Linked DNA regions of Oncorhynchus mykiss: region 2 is linked to region 1. Evidence: chromatin contacts called from public Hi-C data. All regions are on one chromosome and are shown on one strand. Each heading gives the region's core, a stretch centred on a gene start, on an enhancer-like site or on the middle of the called end of the contact. The rest is flanking DNA. Distances are from core to core; before and after follow the strand shown.

What was found. Hi-C and Micro-C count contacts between places; a contact is called where the count stands out from the background.
Region 2: a Hi-C map of liver shows a contact between it and region 1, with 8 times the contacts expected there. The contact joins the promoter of LOC110488913 here to the enhancer-like site in region 1. A contact is called at or near these places in 2 of 3 Hi-C or Micro-C datasets (blood and liver).

What each region holds. Positions count from the first base shown.
Region 1 is chr14:16,124,259-16,131,801 of USDA_OmykA_1.1, forward strand. It overlaps LOC110488913 (E3 ubiquitin-protein ligase RNF130), which reads right to left. Exons shown (of 8, transcript XM_021561376.2): 6 at 2,866-2,962; 7 at 1,723-1,945. Among protein-coding and RNA genes, the nearest start is that of LOC110488912, 14 kb to the left of the region's middle. Within about 2 kb of position 2,938, at least 4 of the 11 cell types and tissues checked have an H3K27ac peak or open chromatin away from gene starts, as enhancers often do.
Region 2 is chr14:16,189,110-16,196,652 of USDA_OmykA_1.1, forward strand. LOC110488913 (E3 ubiquitin-protein ligase RNF130) reads right to left here and starts at 3,523. Exons shown (of 8, transcript XM_021561376.2): 1 at 2,266-3,523. The coding sequence starts at 2,533. It overlaps LOC110488916 (proteinase-activated receptor 4-like), which reads left to right and starts at 6,994. Exons shown (of 2, transcript XM_021561379.2): 1 at 6,994-7,132. The coding sequence starts at 7,027.

The sequences.
Region 1 (7,543 bases), core at 1,688-4,187:
ATTGGGTGGATTTATATAAGACTGTCTTCAATGAATTTATGAAAGTAGGCCTATCCTGAAACAGGTTTAGGTATTAAGAGTTATCTAACAAATCTTATTCACTATTATTCAGATTATGAACTACTCAAAGGATCAGCCATTCATTCAAATGTATGTTTTATTTGATTTATTTAACCTTTATTTTAACTAGGCAGGTCAGTTGAGAACAAATTCTTATTTACAATGATGGCCTACCAAAAGGCAAAAAGCCTCCTGCGGGGACGGGGGCCTGGGATATAAAAAAATCTAGGACAAAACACACATCACAACAAGAGAGGCAACACGACATAAAGAGAGACCTAAGACAACAACATAGCAAGACAGCAACACATGACACACAGCATGGTAGCAACACAGCATAACAACATGGTAGCAACACCGTATGTATTACTGAATTATTATTACTAGCTATAAGTGAAAGAATGATAAACAAGGAGTACTGCAGTAATAAACAAGTCGTAGTACTGCAATAACTGCAGTGCATGCTCTTATTTTTTTTGGTGCAGTGCTGTGAAATCACATCTTCCCCTCCTTCATAAATAGTTATGCACAGTAAAACAGACTGTGGTTCAAGAGGTCATCTTAGGTCAGTTGTGCATTTTGCCTTCTCATGGCTGGGGTTAGGATCAGTTGGATAGGGATTATGGATTAAACAGACAGCGGCAGCGGGGAGTCAGAGGAGGGTGCAGGGAGCAATGTGACCTACAAGAGACAAGTCTCTGGGGGGGGGGGGGGGGGGGGGGGGTCTGTGTCCAAGGGAAAGAGTGAAAGGAGACTGAAATCTAAATGAGTCAAAGACAAAGAGATACAGAGAGAAAGAGACAGAGAGCAGGAGAGGATCCAGAGGTTGTCGTGTAAATCCTTTTAAAAGTGGTTGTCTTTTTGCTGACAATACAGAACACCACTAATCTCACTTTTAGTGAAGGGAGGGATTTAGGATCTATCTTTTGAGTTTGTGTGTGTGTGTGTGTGTGTGTGTGTGTGTGTGTGTGTGTGTGTGTGTGTGTGTGTGTGTGTGTGCAAGTGGTTTAGAATTATCATTTTGCCTTTAGTTTAACCTAATATAAATTGCATAACAAGATATATATAATATATAAATAAATATTTCATTTTTCAGAGGCTAATGCCTTCACTAAGTTTGTGAACTATGAAAAGGCTACATTTTATTTATTCCTATGTTACGCTTACATAATAATTATATACATTTGGTGGATGTTTATATTTGCCCCTCTTTACACAGATACAAGTGTGCATTATACGCATGTGTGAATTGGAAATGTTTTTTTTTTTTTTTTTTGCATATCCCAACTCTCCCTGAGACACACTCGGAGAGTGGGGTCACAGCCAGGGTAGGGTCTGCCATTATCAACAATGACCCTGGAGCAATTAGGGTTAAGTGCCTTGCTCAAGGGCACATCAACAAATGTTCCACCTTGCCAGCTCAGGTATTTGAACTAGCGACCTTTCAGTTACTGGCCCAATGCTCTAACCGTTAAGCTACCTGCCGCCCTGATTTGCAAGGATCAAATAAAACTGTGAGAAACTTGAAGTAGGTGCATGGGTCACAGTGTGTTCTGATTTTATAATGCTGAATGTAACCTTTCATATCAATAAAGTCATTTGAAATAAAATCTAAACTTGAGTTGAAGACTAGAATGGTTGTCCAGGGCGGAAGCTGCTTACTGGTGACGGCGATGTTGATCTCTCCGGTGCGGGGGGTGAGCTCTCCGCTCTCTGAGGGGATCTGGGGTCCAGTGCCGGGGTGGCCTTGCTGCAGGGGCTCCAGGCTGATGGATGTCTCACTGGACAGGTCCACCAGGGCTGTCCGCTGGCTGGCTATCGTCTGGCTGCGTCCTATCCTGTGGTCCATGTCGAAGCCGACGTTGTCCACGCACGGCAGGTTGGGCTAAAGGGGGTAGGGGAGTAAACACAAGGGTTAGAGGAATGTTATGGCTAGTGGTTAAACAACGGTTAGAGGAATGTTATGGCTAGTGGTAAACACAACGGTTAGAGGAATGTTATGGCTAGTGGTTAAACACAACGGTTAGAGGAATGTTATTGTTAGTGGTTAAACACAACGGTTAGAGGAAAGTCTCATTTGTGTCATATTAACTTGTTAGGTCATGCTGATCGCTAACCCTGATTTTGACCATGACCTTAACATGAACACTTAACTTCAGAGAAAATAGCTCTTGTAGCAGCAGCTCATCAGATGTGATGATACCACTTGGTTTGACTAGTTTCTGACGTCTGAGCAATAGTTCCATAACTTACCAGCAGGGGGAATACTAGGACTACGGATGAGATCACACACAGCTGGCATAAACAGATGGTTACGCAATTGCCTGGGCCATGTTCAGTCGCCAAACATTCTCAAACGTTGCAGATAGAAATTCCATGAATAAAGCTGATGTGACTCCTTATGCTACATGTCAGAGAGGCATGTTTGTTCTACATTGCCTATTTCTGTCTGAACGTTCCAAAACGTTGCATCGTACTGAGCGCGCCAAAGGATGAACATGGTCTGTCACAATGACGGGAGTAGCAGCATGTGAAGGGCAACCTGGGGAAATAGCGCCTTAATCTACAACACAACACAGGTTGTGTTGTATTCTACTGTTAATTAACATAACCATTTAATTGAGATAATGACAATATATTAAGGCAATCTTTTTCCTCATTATTTGGGTCAAGAGTCGTTTGTGACGTTGATCACATTATTTATTTTTCAAATGAGTACTGGCATTGCCGGATAACATTTGTATACTGACTTCTAACACATTTCTACTGATAAGGAATTGAGATACTGACTATACTAATACTCACCATGATGCCCAGAGCTTTGAGGATGTTCAGTTTACACATGGGACACGTACAGTGCTCATTCAGCCAGGGGTCCACACACAGCTTATGGAAGACATGTCTGTGCAGAGAGACACAGAAGCAAAGAACACGGTTGAAGAGCAGGAAACCACCTTCACAAACAAGCCCCACAACAGCCTACATGCGACTCTTCAAAGTCAGACATGGCCGTCTTTACGTCCTGCGATTGCACAATGACCGCTCTGTTTGAGCTGACAAGGAGGGCCTAGAGTATGAACGAGCAAATGTAACACTTTATTAAGGTCCTGCAATAAACCATTTATTAACAGGTTTACATACTATTTCTGAATCATTACTCCTACATTTGTAAATGTCAATAAGCAATCTCTAAAGAGTCATTGATGCATTTATAAGCACTATTTTAACTGAACTGCCTTTCTCGTCAGCACGCTAGGCTTGCTAATGCTAAGCTAGCATGCTGATGAAGAAGGCAGTTTACTTAAAATAGTATTTATAAATATAATGTATAAATGTGGACCCCAGGAAGGGTAAATGCTGCTTCAGCAACAGCTAATGGGGATCCTAAAATAAAAAATAACAAAACAAGACTTAAGAGATTGCTTAAATGGTAAGTCAACTCTCTACAACCTGTTTATTATAAATGGTTTATTAAGGGACCTTATTATAAAGTGTCACCGAAACGAGTCACGCTTTAAAGACACAGTGATCACTGTGGCGCAACTTGGACACAAGGTTGACATTGTCTGTCCGTCATGACACAAGACAGCCATTGTGGATCTGAGAGAAACGTCATGTTTGAGATAGCGGTCTGCTCCTTATTTTGATATGATGCCGGACGGCCAGTTTCAATGCACTTCAAAAAGGACCATTAGGACCAGAATTACTGTAGCTTGTCTTGCCTACCTCATAATATAATCACTAACCTTAACAGCTTAATGGCTTTATCAAAAGCATGGTGCATAGATTATTATTACAACATTAAAGATCCTCATGATGAGCATCCATAAAACAATACAAGGCCCCATTACATCATCGCTAAAGAACAAATCCTTAAGTGCCAGTACCAACCATGCATAATAGAAAATACTTAACCGCCGATTCCTAAGGACAAACATAAAAGTGCACGTTGATTCTGTTAAGTGCCTGTCTAACATGGCCGGGCATTTCCTGGGCATGTTCTGTTCCTTATCGAAGCCACTTGCAGCGGCCCTCTACCAATGCTTTACTTTCTTTCAAGGGGGGCACAGAAAACAAGGACTCCATGCATTAATGATGAGTCCGTTTACCATACAATGGCTTGGGGAGAAAGTCAGTGGGCAGTAAGAAGCAGTCCTGCAAGAGAGAGACTTTTGGATAAGCTGTGGTTGTAGTGAGACTTGGATACGCGTGTGTGTGTGTGTCGATAAGCTTTGATTATGTGTGTGTGTGTGCATGTCTATTTATATAACCAGTGTGATAGTGTTTAGGAATGTGTCAAAAGGGTGAGCTTGTGTAGTAGTTTGTGTGATTGTTTGACAGTGTAAATGTGTGTGTGACTGATGTAAAGTCAGTCTGTCTGTATGTGTATGCTGTAAGTGAGACACTCCAGCCAGGAAAATATTCCGCTCACAGTCTGTGCCTGCATCCCAGAAGGCCCATTGGGCTCTGGTCAAATGTAGCGTACTATATAGGGAATAGGGTACCATAGCAAACACACTCTTTCTTAGAGCAGAGTAAAAACAGAGAAAAAAAATCGGACAGACGGGTAGATACCTATTAGATACTATAACAGATGCCACCACAGAACAACAACAAACCAAGATACTTATGTTTGTTGTTCCTGTCTTGGTTGGTATGTTTGGTTTATCCAGATGACATGTTACGGCATTTAAAATATTTGTCCGCTTGCCTACCTGCCTGGCTGTCTTCCCGTCTGACTGCCTGCCAGCCAGCCTGCCTGTCTTCCCGTCTGTCTGCTTGCCTACCTGCCTGGCTGTCTTCCCGTCTGACTGCCTGCAAGCCAGCCTGCCAGTCTGTCTTCCCGTCTGACTGCCTGCCAGCCAGCCTGCCTGTCTGTCTTCCCGTCTGACTGACTGCCTGCCAGCCAGCCTGCCTGTCTGTCTGTCTTCCTGCTTGCCTACCTGCCTGCCTGTCTTCCCGTCTGACTGCCTGCCAGCCAGCCTGCCTGTCTGTCTTCCCGTCTGACTGCCTGCCAGCCAGCCTGCCTGTCTTCCCGTCTGACTGCCTGCCAGCCTGCCTGGCTGTCTTCCCGTCTGACTGCCTGCCAGCCAGCCTGCCTGTCAGTCCATTCAAGTCTGACCAGAAAAATCATCCCTCTATTGACAAGACATTGTCCTATAGACTGATATTAAATGTACAGAGACAAATTGAATGGCTGATGGCAGGTCAAGTGTACTCCCTTACTTCAATGCTTTTAGTTATTGATTGGGCATAGCAGCATGTACTTAAGGGAGGCACCAGAGGGATTGGTGTTCAGAGATACAGTATGAACACAAAGGATGCAGCAGTATGCACACACGTGATAAGGACCGATAAACTCCACATAAACAGCTCTCTCTCTCTCTCTCTCTCCTACAAAACACTACAAGGTTGCCAATAAAATAAAATAAAATAAATAGTTATCCATCTTGGTAGCATTGCAGTGTGCCCTAAAACCACAAGGGCACAAATCAAAAAGGTACATTTTGGTACTACTAACATGACCAGTAAACTGCACAGGTTACTCCAAATCTGTAATTAGCCTACCTATGGATTGCAAACAGAAATTAGCTCTTTAGGTAGACTAACGGACACTTATGTATGTAGTGTCACATCCTGACCGTAGTTCCTTTTTATGTCTCTATTTTAGTTTGGTCAGGGTGTGAGTTGGGGTGGGCATTGTTTTGGTTGTGTGTGTTATACCACACTTAGGCAACCTGTTTTCCCACTATGGGTTGTGGGTAGTTGCGTTCTGTTTTTGTGTCTGCACCAGATAAAACTGTTTCGGTTGTTTTGCATTTTAGTGTTCAGTTTCGAATAAACAATATGAACACGTACCACGCTGCACCTTGGTCCTCACCTTCTTCCACCAACGGCCATTACATGCAGTAGTTCAGACATAATGATTATTGTGCATTGCATTGTGTGTCTTTCACCTAATTAAATAATAGCAGGTTGAGGCCTGAGGCAAAAAAAACACTGTTTAAAATCAGTTGCAACGATGTCAAATCAAATCATTTTATTGGTCGCGTACACATATTTCGCTTAAGTCATCGCAGATGCAACGAAATGCTTATGTTTCTAGCTCTAACAGTGCAGTAATAACAAACAATACAAAACAACACAAATTAAAAGATTCTAATGAAGAAATATCAGAACGAGCAATGTCAGGGTCTGGAATACAGGTCTATCTGTATTTGATAGTGTGTATAGACATTATGGACAATATATGATTAGAAAAGGTGTGTACAGCAGTAGTTATATAGGATGAGCATTGACTAGAATACAGTATATACATGTAAAGTGGGTGAAACAGTAGAGTACAGGGTGGTAGCCAGCTAGTAACAGTGACTAGGTTCAGGGCAGGGTATTGGGTGGAGGCCGGCTAGTGATGACTGTTTAACAGTCTGATGGCCTGGTTATCAGTCTCTCGGTCTCAGCTTTGATGAACCTGTACGGTCTCTGCCTTCTAGATGGTAGTGGGGTAAACAGGCCATAGCTCAGGTGGCTGTCGTCCTTGATGATCTTATTGGCCTTTCGTGTGACACCGGGTGCTGTAGATGTCCTGGAGGGAAGGGGGTCTGGAGAGCCCTGCTCAAACACTTTCAACTTCCTTTAATGCTAGCTATCGATTTTGAAACATGCCTGACTATCAGCACGTCCACACCTTCTGTGAGGACGAGGACATACTGTATATGAAGTCTTGCCCTTTTTGCCTCATAGGAAGGACCTGTGTTCTTCACTTCCCCTTCTCCCAGCCCCTCTGATTGCTCCTTTTCGACAGAGACTGGATAAGCAGGATGGATGGAGAGCATTAAATGGTAGACGGCCCGTTTACATTTCTGATATCTGATCTGGATTGAACTGGTCTGAAGAAGGAGTGGGTACATCGTCCTTGTGTCAGTTGGGCCAAACTAAACATTTACATTTGAGTCATTTAGCAGACCCTCTTATCCAGAGTGACTTACAGTTAGTGCATTCATCTTAAGATAGCTAGGGCTTCCCGAGTGGCGCAGCGGTCTAAGGCGTCACTACAGACCCTGGGTACGATCCCAGGCTGTGTCACCTCCGGCCGTGACCGGGAGACCCATGAGGCGGAGCACAATTGGCCCAGCATCATCCGGGTTAGGGGAGGGTTCGGCAGGCCGGGATATCCTTGTCCCATCGCGCTTTAGCGACTCCTTGTGGCGGGCTGGGCACCTGCACGCTGACTTTGGTCGCCAGCTGGATGCGGTTTCCTCCGACACATTGGTGCGGCTGGCTTCTGTGTTAAACGAACATTGTGTCAAGAAGCAGTGTGGCTTGGCAGGATTGTGAATCGGAGGACCCACGGCCTTCGCCTCTCCCGTGTCCTTAGAGGAATTGCAGCGATGGGACAAGACTAACTACCAATTGGATATCACAAAATATCCAATTGGAGAAAAAGGGGTAAAAGTACAAAAATATATATATACACAAAGAA
Region 2 (7,543 bases), core at 2,273-4,772, 65 kb after region 1:
AGAATAATGGACTCCTGTACAGCACTCGCAGAGTGCGGCCAGCGGGGAAACCAATTATTTCAGTCCAGTAACACCTTCAACAGAAGAACCTTATCATGACTAATAGAACTTCCCCGTTGGTGTGATACACAACAGGGATCTACCAAGTAACTATGGCCCAAGTCATACAAACTCAAGTCCATTTGTTACTTTGGTGATCATTAGTCCTTCCTTTGGTCATATGGTTGTTAACATACTGTTGGTGTTCCACTTTGCCTGACCGAGTTTGGGGTTGGCGGTTAGACTATCACCGGCAGGGTTGTAGCACAGGTCACACCACTCCCCCAAGGCCGAACTGCCACTACGGCACCAGCAGCAGACAAAGGAAACTAGGTGATTAGTCGTCAACCCGAGCGACACCAAAAACAAGGTAGAGTCAAGGACACAAGGCTAAATGACATTAAATCAGATTTCAACCAATTAAGTTCTTGATAAAACGTGTGGACTTTACAAGAACGGGAGAATTGTAACTACTTTAGGCTGCCCATACTGAAGTTTGATGATACACTTAGGACAAATCAAAAGGTGCCTTCTACCCACAACAGGGATGGCAACCGTAGTGCTGCATTTTCTGGCCACTTCAGTTTCCATAGCAACTACACACCTATCGTGTTCCATATCATCCTCCAAAGGGACGAGTAAAGCCTTTCAAAGGGCATCCTTTTGTTCTTCGTGAACAAGCAAGACAAAGAACTGTTCAGAACAAAGTCCTTATGCCAGGAACAAAAAGGTAGAAACATTTTTAATTATGTTTACTTGCTTCCTCTCTTTCTTCCTTTCACAGACGTAGAGGATCAGTGAAGATCGTAGGTTCACACCTACGACGGCAGAAAGATAATATGTCTCCCCCCCCCCCCCCCCCCCCCCCCAATCGGTGGCATTATTGACATAGTACATCCCCATTGGCCTTTCGCTGCAATACACATGCAACACAGTCTAAGGACCAGGATGATTCAGCTAAAACGTTTAAGTTACCCACTATGTAATGTTCTACTACAGTAGCTTAGAGACCTGGTTAATGGTTGTTGGAGATTGGTGGAGAAGTGGACCAAAAGAGAATGCACAATGTTCATAGCTATAGGGTGAAATTATGCTCAGTAATGCAGTCACACACACACACACATTTAGTTATTTAGGGGATGCTGCTGTTTAGTGTTTACCGAAAGCTGAGGAGGGAGACACAGGACAGCTGTATCCAGTCTGTTTACCACAACCAGATTAACCCGAAGGCACTCAAACAAGCAGCTTAGGGAAATGGGGCAAATATGAGTTTGCACAGCAAGGAGAGCCAAAAAGCCCATGTGAGCTTACAGGTTCAAATTTGAACAGAGAAGTTACCACTGTTTGCACATCTTGAAAAGGCGGTAGTGCTCAGTTCAGAACAAAATAGAATGTGAATGAAAATCTCCAGGAAGTAGTCCATGTCAGAGATTTATTTTAATATTCTGAGGAATTAGTTTAGCTTCGCAGAAACATTGTCTATTTCCAACCCTTGGCCCCATAACCGGGGCGGGAGGGGAAATGCGACTACTGAAGAAAGAGTGTGATAATATTGCATTGTGAAATAACAGGAAAATATTGCCTAAACAATTGGGCATTTATTAATCCAGCAGCAGTTTGGTAGAAGGCCCTTCAAAAGGGTCTTTAACGTCACAGTAGTTTGTCACCGTGTGTCATTTGGTGAGGCACTGCATTTGTCTGGTTTACTGTGTGTGTCACTAGCAGAGTCAAATAGTTCAATGTTTTTATAGATAAAATTGCTTGACAAACTCTAACCTTGACCCATATTCTTTTAAATGAGTGTCATAAGATGTTAGAGGTTATAAAAGGCTTTTAGAAAATATAACAAAAAGGGTCTCTGTATGAAAATTATTTCTCTCTCATTCACACACTGATGTTGATGATTACACAGAGGTTTCACTTAGAAGCAAAGTGTGTGCGTATGTGGGTAGTATTATTGACACCTTGAGTACAAGGCAATTCCACAATATCACTCAAATACACTAACAGAGTACAAAAAGTAATGCATGCATTAATACCATACATTTTAACATGCATGCATGATGCATCACTGCCGGTAAAATATAGGCTACAATGGATGGGTTTACAGTCGGCCGAATTCTTATCACAGAGCTGATTGGTCAAAAGACCAATTAGTTAAAAAAATATATTTGAATTGTCTGCATGTGTATAAGCAGCAAGTGTGGCACACTTGTGACAACCTACCTCCATGATTCGGTGCTGGTGCAATCACGATTCCTTTCGCGTCCACTTTCGGTGAATTCTGTCCGTACATGCCATCGTCCTTGGTTAGAATTTGTTTAGGATTGCCTTTTGAGTCAAGTACGGTGGCATTGACCGTAGCACTAACATGGTCTTCCTTGCTGATGGTTTTGTCGGCACGGATCGACAGTATACATCTGGGCAGAACGAGCACCAACAAGACGACCGGGAGATAGCTGCATGGCGTTGCTGTGGTCCACCTCTTGGGCATCTTCGGAATGTCTTACTGTAATGTCCCCTTTACATCCAAGCTGTTATTCAGGGAATCGAACCACGACAAACGATTCCCCCCACACAAAAAAAATAAAAAAGACAGATGCTCGGCGTCTTCCGTGTGGCGTCCCGTCATAAAAACATGCTGTGCTCTTCACACAGTTGTCTTATTCCAATACATGTGTAGCCTACACTTCATTTGGAACGAAGCAATACATAATCATAAAAGCGCACATTAGATCTGTAGGGAGACGAGCTGAAATAATGACATTAAATGGCTTTGGGCAGATGTCAATTTCCTTATGTTCTACTTTTCTTATTTGCTTAATATTACAAGACAATCCATTTAACCTTTAATCGCATGAAAACCTAAGGAGAGCCCTTTATTTGAATATCATAGGCTCTAAATTAATGTCAACTATAATGCGCATGTATATCGTTCGAGTACTTAGCAGGCTATCCCGATAACAAATACATAGCCTATGCATTAAAATTAGAAGGTTATGAAAACCCAATAGACCGTATCGAGATTTTTAATAGCCGGCACGCTGTCTGAGTGGCAATGTATTTCTAAAATATGCTAACGTTACAGCTGTGTATTATTGCCACAAGTGAACAGCTGTCATTACTGATGTGTTCACAAAAGCGTGCCGATGATTGCCAGCTACCTTTGCTCGTAGCCACTAATGTTCGATTTTTTTCGCATTGATTCACAGTTTCGAAATCTATGACGCGGTACCTACCTTCTCCATTTCCTCGAACCAAAACGATATTGATACAAAACCTCTTCACTTGCTTTATTATTATGAACGTTCAGTGGCCCTTGCCATCAAAACAACGATAATGCGATTCACTCTCTGGTCTTTTCCTTCTGGATCCACACAGCGCAAGCGCAGCGCGACTTAGAAGAGGACGACAGCTGCGCTTGTAGGCCTACCATCACGCCAACGTTCTCAATATCTGAAAAGACGGCCACCTGTAGATAGCCTTACAATCACCTCACCTGTCAACATTAATGGTACCGTTATTTAATCAATTATAGCCTACTGATAAAGCGTGGTTTGGTCACAGTGCCCCTCATATCCAATTGTAGGCAGTCAATTAGGTTAAACGTTTTCAAGACATGTTCTAAACTGGTAGGCTATAGTCTTATTGATTAGAGGAACCAATATGTCACTATCCATCAGTGACAGGTTTATGCTATCAAAACCAAACTAAGCTATAAAGATCTATTTATGTAGCCTAATCTTGTGAATTTTGAGATTGTATGACAGTGTTTTCACCAAGGCCAATTTCGGGGAAAAGGGAACAAAAGACATGACAATCATCCAGACAAGGAGCACCTGCTCAAAGATTATGGATCCCCTTCACACACAGTGTGTGTGTGTTACACTGTTCCAATCTGAACACAAAATGGCTTCCCTTGGTGTTCCACTACTTAGTCCATTTGCCACTATATCCTCTGGTCCCGCTCTATCCATTGTTGACAGGCTCTTGTATTTTCCCACCTGTGCTGTGCTCTGGACAAAAGCCAGTCGATTTAAAACGAACAGCCAACAGTAGACTCAGGATGAAGCGGGGGAGTTTGAGAGTCTCTCCAGTCCATGGCCAGTGTACAGACTTTCAGCCATTATTAAAATCATGACTAGGAGGAAGGACGTGGGAGAATGAGGGAGAGAGGGATTCTGGCAGAGGAGGATAGGAGAGGGGGACTGATGGGGAGGAGAGGGAGAGCGTGGCGGAGGAGGACAGGAGAGAGGGAGAGTGTGGTAGAGGAGGAGAGGGGGAGTCTGGCAACAGGAGAGGAGCGAGTAAATTGTCTCCCCTTAGACCAGGCAGGTGGCTACATTGAGGGATCGGCTTACCTTTGGCAAGAAGAGAGCCCGCGGCCACCCGGGGCTCAGTGACAAGCTAATTGATACATGTCGCTCGGGCTTCCTCCTGTCACTAAATCCTTGCGGCACTGGAGAGACCTGCTTAGGTGGAAAATGACTGAATGATATAAGATCTGATTCTCAATGGAGTCGTGCAGTAAAGATCAAAGAGGTGCAGTACAGACATTAGAGAGACGTCTGGGTTGCTGTTACAGTACATCAAACCTGGATACTGTTATGGATGGCTGGATGGCTGTGAACTAAATCACCGAAGCTTTGGTGGGCGTTTGAAGTTACAGTACATTAGGAACGATGGGCTGTTTAACTACAGCATCTTCGAGATGTCACTCCTGATATGACAGAAAAACTAAGGGGGCGACATGCTGTCTACTTTAATTGAAGTAAATAAAGGTGTCAGAGCTGTCTCTGATATAAAATATCTGTTTTTGCCTAAGAAACATTGATTGTGCCTGTCATTTGTTTTTATGTAGGTATTCTTTCGCTTCCTCTGCCCTCTTATCAGTAGTGGAATTAGGTTTGAGATGTCCTATATTAATACATACCACTGTTGCTGACGTTCTGATGAATCAGAGACTGCGTGCAGGGCCTACAGGCAACGGAGTATTTTCCAAATTCCACCCACATATTTTCTCAGCTCAAGAAAACAGTTGCGCTTTATACTTTTGTTTGTCAAGACTGACCTCTGGTGGTTGAAGTAGGTAATAGGGAACAGTCTGGAAAATGCCAAACAGAACTCCACAACATTTTGTGTCTTGTAATTTCCTGTTTATTTAAATTAAATACGGACCAACGATACTCTATTAGGCAAAAGTGACTTCTAAGAAATGAATACTTTTGTTAAAAAAATCAAATCCATTCTCCATTCTCGTCTGTAGACTATTAAAACAATGAACTAGGTCAAATGAACTACAATGTAGTTCTGTCCAGTTTGCATGTGGGCAGTTCTATGTAAAAAGCCCCATTAACATTAACGTGAAGTTCATAGAAGCACAACACATTTGTGTCAAATGAAAGATAAGGGTCTATATTTGGTGAGAAAATAAGAGATATACACTGGGGTCCAAAATGATTAACACCCTTGTTAAATATTACCACTAATGTCTGTATAAAGTAAATTTTTCAAATAGTGAGCTACATTGTATGCTAAAAACAGGGGAAATTATATTAGGTTATACTAATACAGACCAACATGAAATATATTTTGTTTAACAAATACACACTTTTTTTTTCAAAAGGTAGGGTCCAAATTTACTGACACCACTACAGATTCTTAAAAATAAAGTAAGTTTAGTATTTGGTCCCATATTCCTAGTCTGCAGTGATTAAATCAAGCTTGTGACTCTACAAACTTTTTGGATGCATTTGCAGTTCATTTTGGTTGTGTTTCAGATTATTTTGTGCCCAATGTAAATAAATGGTAAATAATGTATTGTGTCATTTTGGTGTCACTTTTATTGTAAATAAGAATAGAATATGTTTTGAAACACTTCTACATTATGCAACCATTATTACTGATAACCATGAATGAATCACGAATAACGATGAGTGAGAACGCTACAGAGAGTCAAATATCATAACCCCAAGACATGCTAACATTCCCTGCCATTGTAATGGTGAGGTAAGCATGTCTTGGGGGTATGATATTTGTGCCTTTGTAACGTTGTATTGGTCAATCAGTAGTTTTTGTTTGGTACTTTTAAAGTGTCTCAGCGTCATTCTGTTACCATGGAATTGACCGTGTGTGAGCTATGATCAAAGTCCAACCACACAACTGTCGTATGGTTAGGTATGGTATGGTTTGTTATGGTTTGCTATGGTATGGTTTGGAATGGTTCGGTATGTGTGCAGATTAAGGACTAACTGCACAAATATGTTCAGTTGGTGCCACAATCCTAAGGAGGAGCAATAAACTAAGCTATGTAAACAATAATCCAGGTCTCACATAAAAGCAATAGTTGGATATTTCTCCATTCTGTCTTTGGGTGGAAAGCACATCCTCTATGCCCAGTGCATGATTATTGACACACTGTAAGCTTATTCCGAAGAACGACAGGAATGTCTTTCTCCTGGCATCAACACCTGAGGGGCTTTTTGTGGGTTGTGTTGTAAATGGTGTCTGAAGATGCACTACTGAGTCCAGTATGGATTAGAAAAAGATTGCTAAAAGGGAGAGGATGGGGAGTGTGTCGACGTTGCTTAGGACAGGATATTTCAATGAACGTCATTGCATGGAGCTCTTGAATACAATGACACTTACCTATGAAGTATGTGTTTGTGTGTTTTTGAATGTGTTTGTGTGTGACTGCCACTGTAGAGACAGTCACTGCAATACAAGTGGACTTGGTAAGAAAAGAACCAGCTCTACACCGCCACTTCAGATTCAAATTCCAGACTGCATCTCCTTTCATCAAGTGGATTTGGATAAGAGTACTCACAAAACTCCAGTCCGAGGCTAAAATATATTACTGAGCAGGTGGTAATAGGAGGAGAGGCTGTGTAACACAGAGAAGATAAAGGAAGGGAGAGGAACGTGTGAGGCAGGTCTCTGCTTGCGGAAGTACCTCCTTGCCACAACTTACAGATCCTCTACTGAACCATGGCTCTCTCTGCCCCAGCTGGGACTCTTCTTTTGCTGTTCTTTCTCTCCTCTCTTCTACATGGCTGTTCCCCCTCTTCCACCACGGAGGAATGCACTGGCGTCCGTAAGTTGATGCATCTCTTCTTCATTCGAAACTCCTTTAGGTCTTTTTTTCCATCAGGCAAACCATTAACCGAGGCTTTATCATAAAACATTCAAAATGTGTGTGATTTTTTTGTGTGTAGGTGTTCATGTTCAATCTTACTCATCTTGTTTTTTTTTTGTTATGTTGAAGATACCAGCATGCAAGCTGAACATACCTCTTATCTACAGAGTAGGAATGCGTTCGCTGAAACGGGCCTGAGCTCTCTGGGAACTTTCACTATAGCCTGCCGCCTAGCTGTTATGGCTTAACAGCAGCAAGCATGAATTTTTTTGGCTGATTTGAAAAAATGTGTCCACAACACTGAGCCACTACCAGGGTTACAGGTTACATTTTGAAATGTATTCTGTTACAGTTGGAACTTGGTAAAAA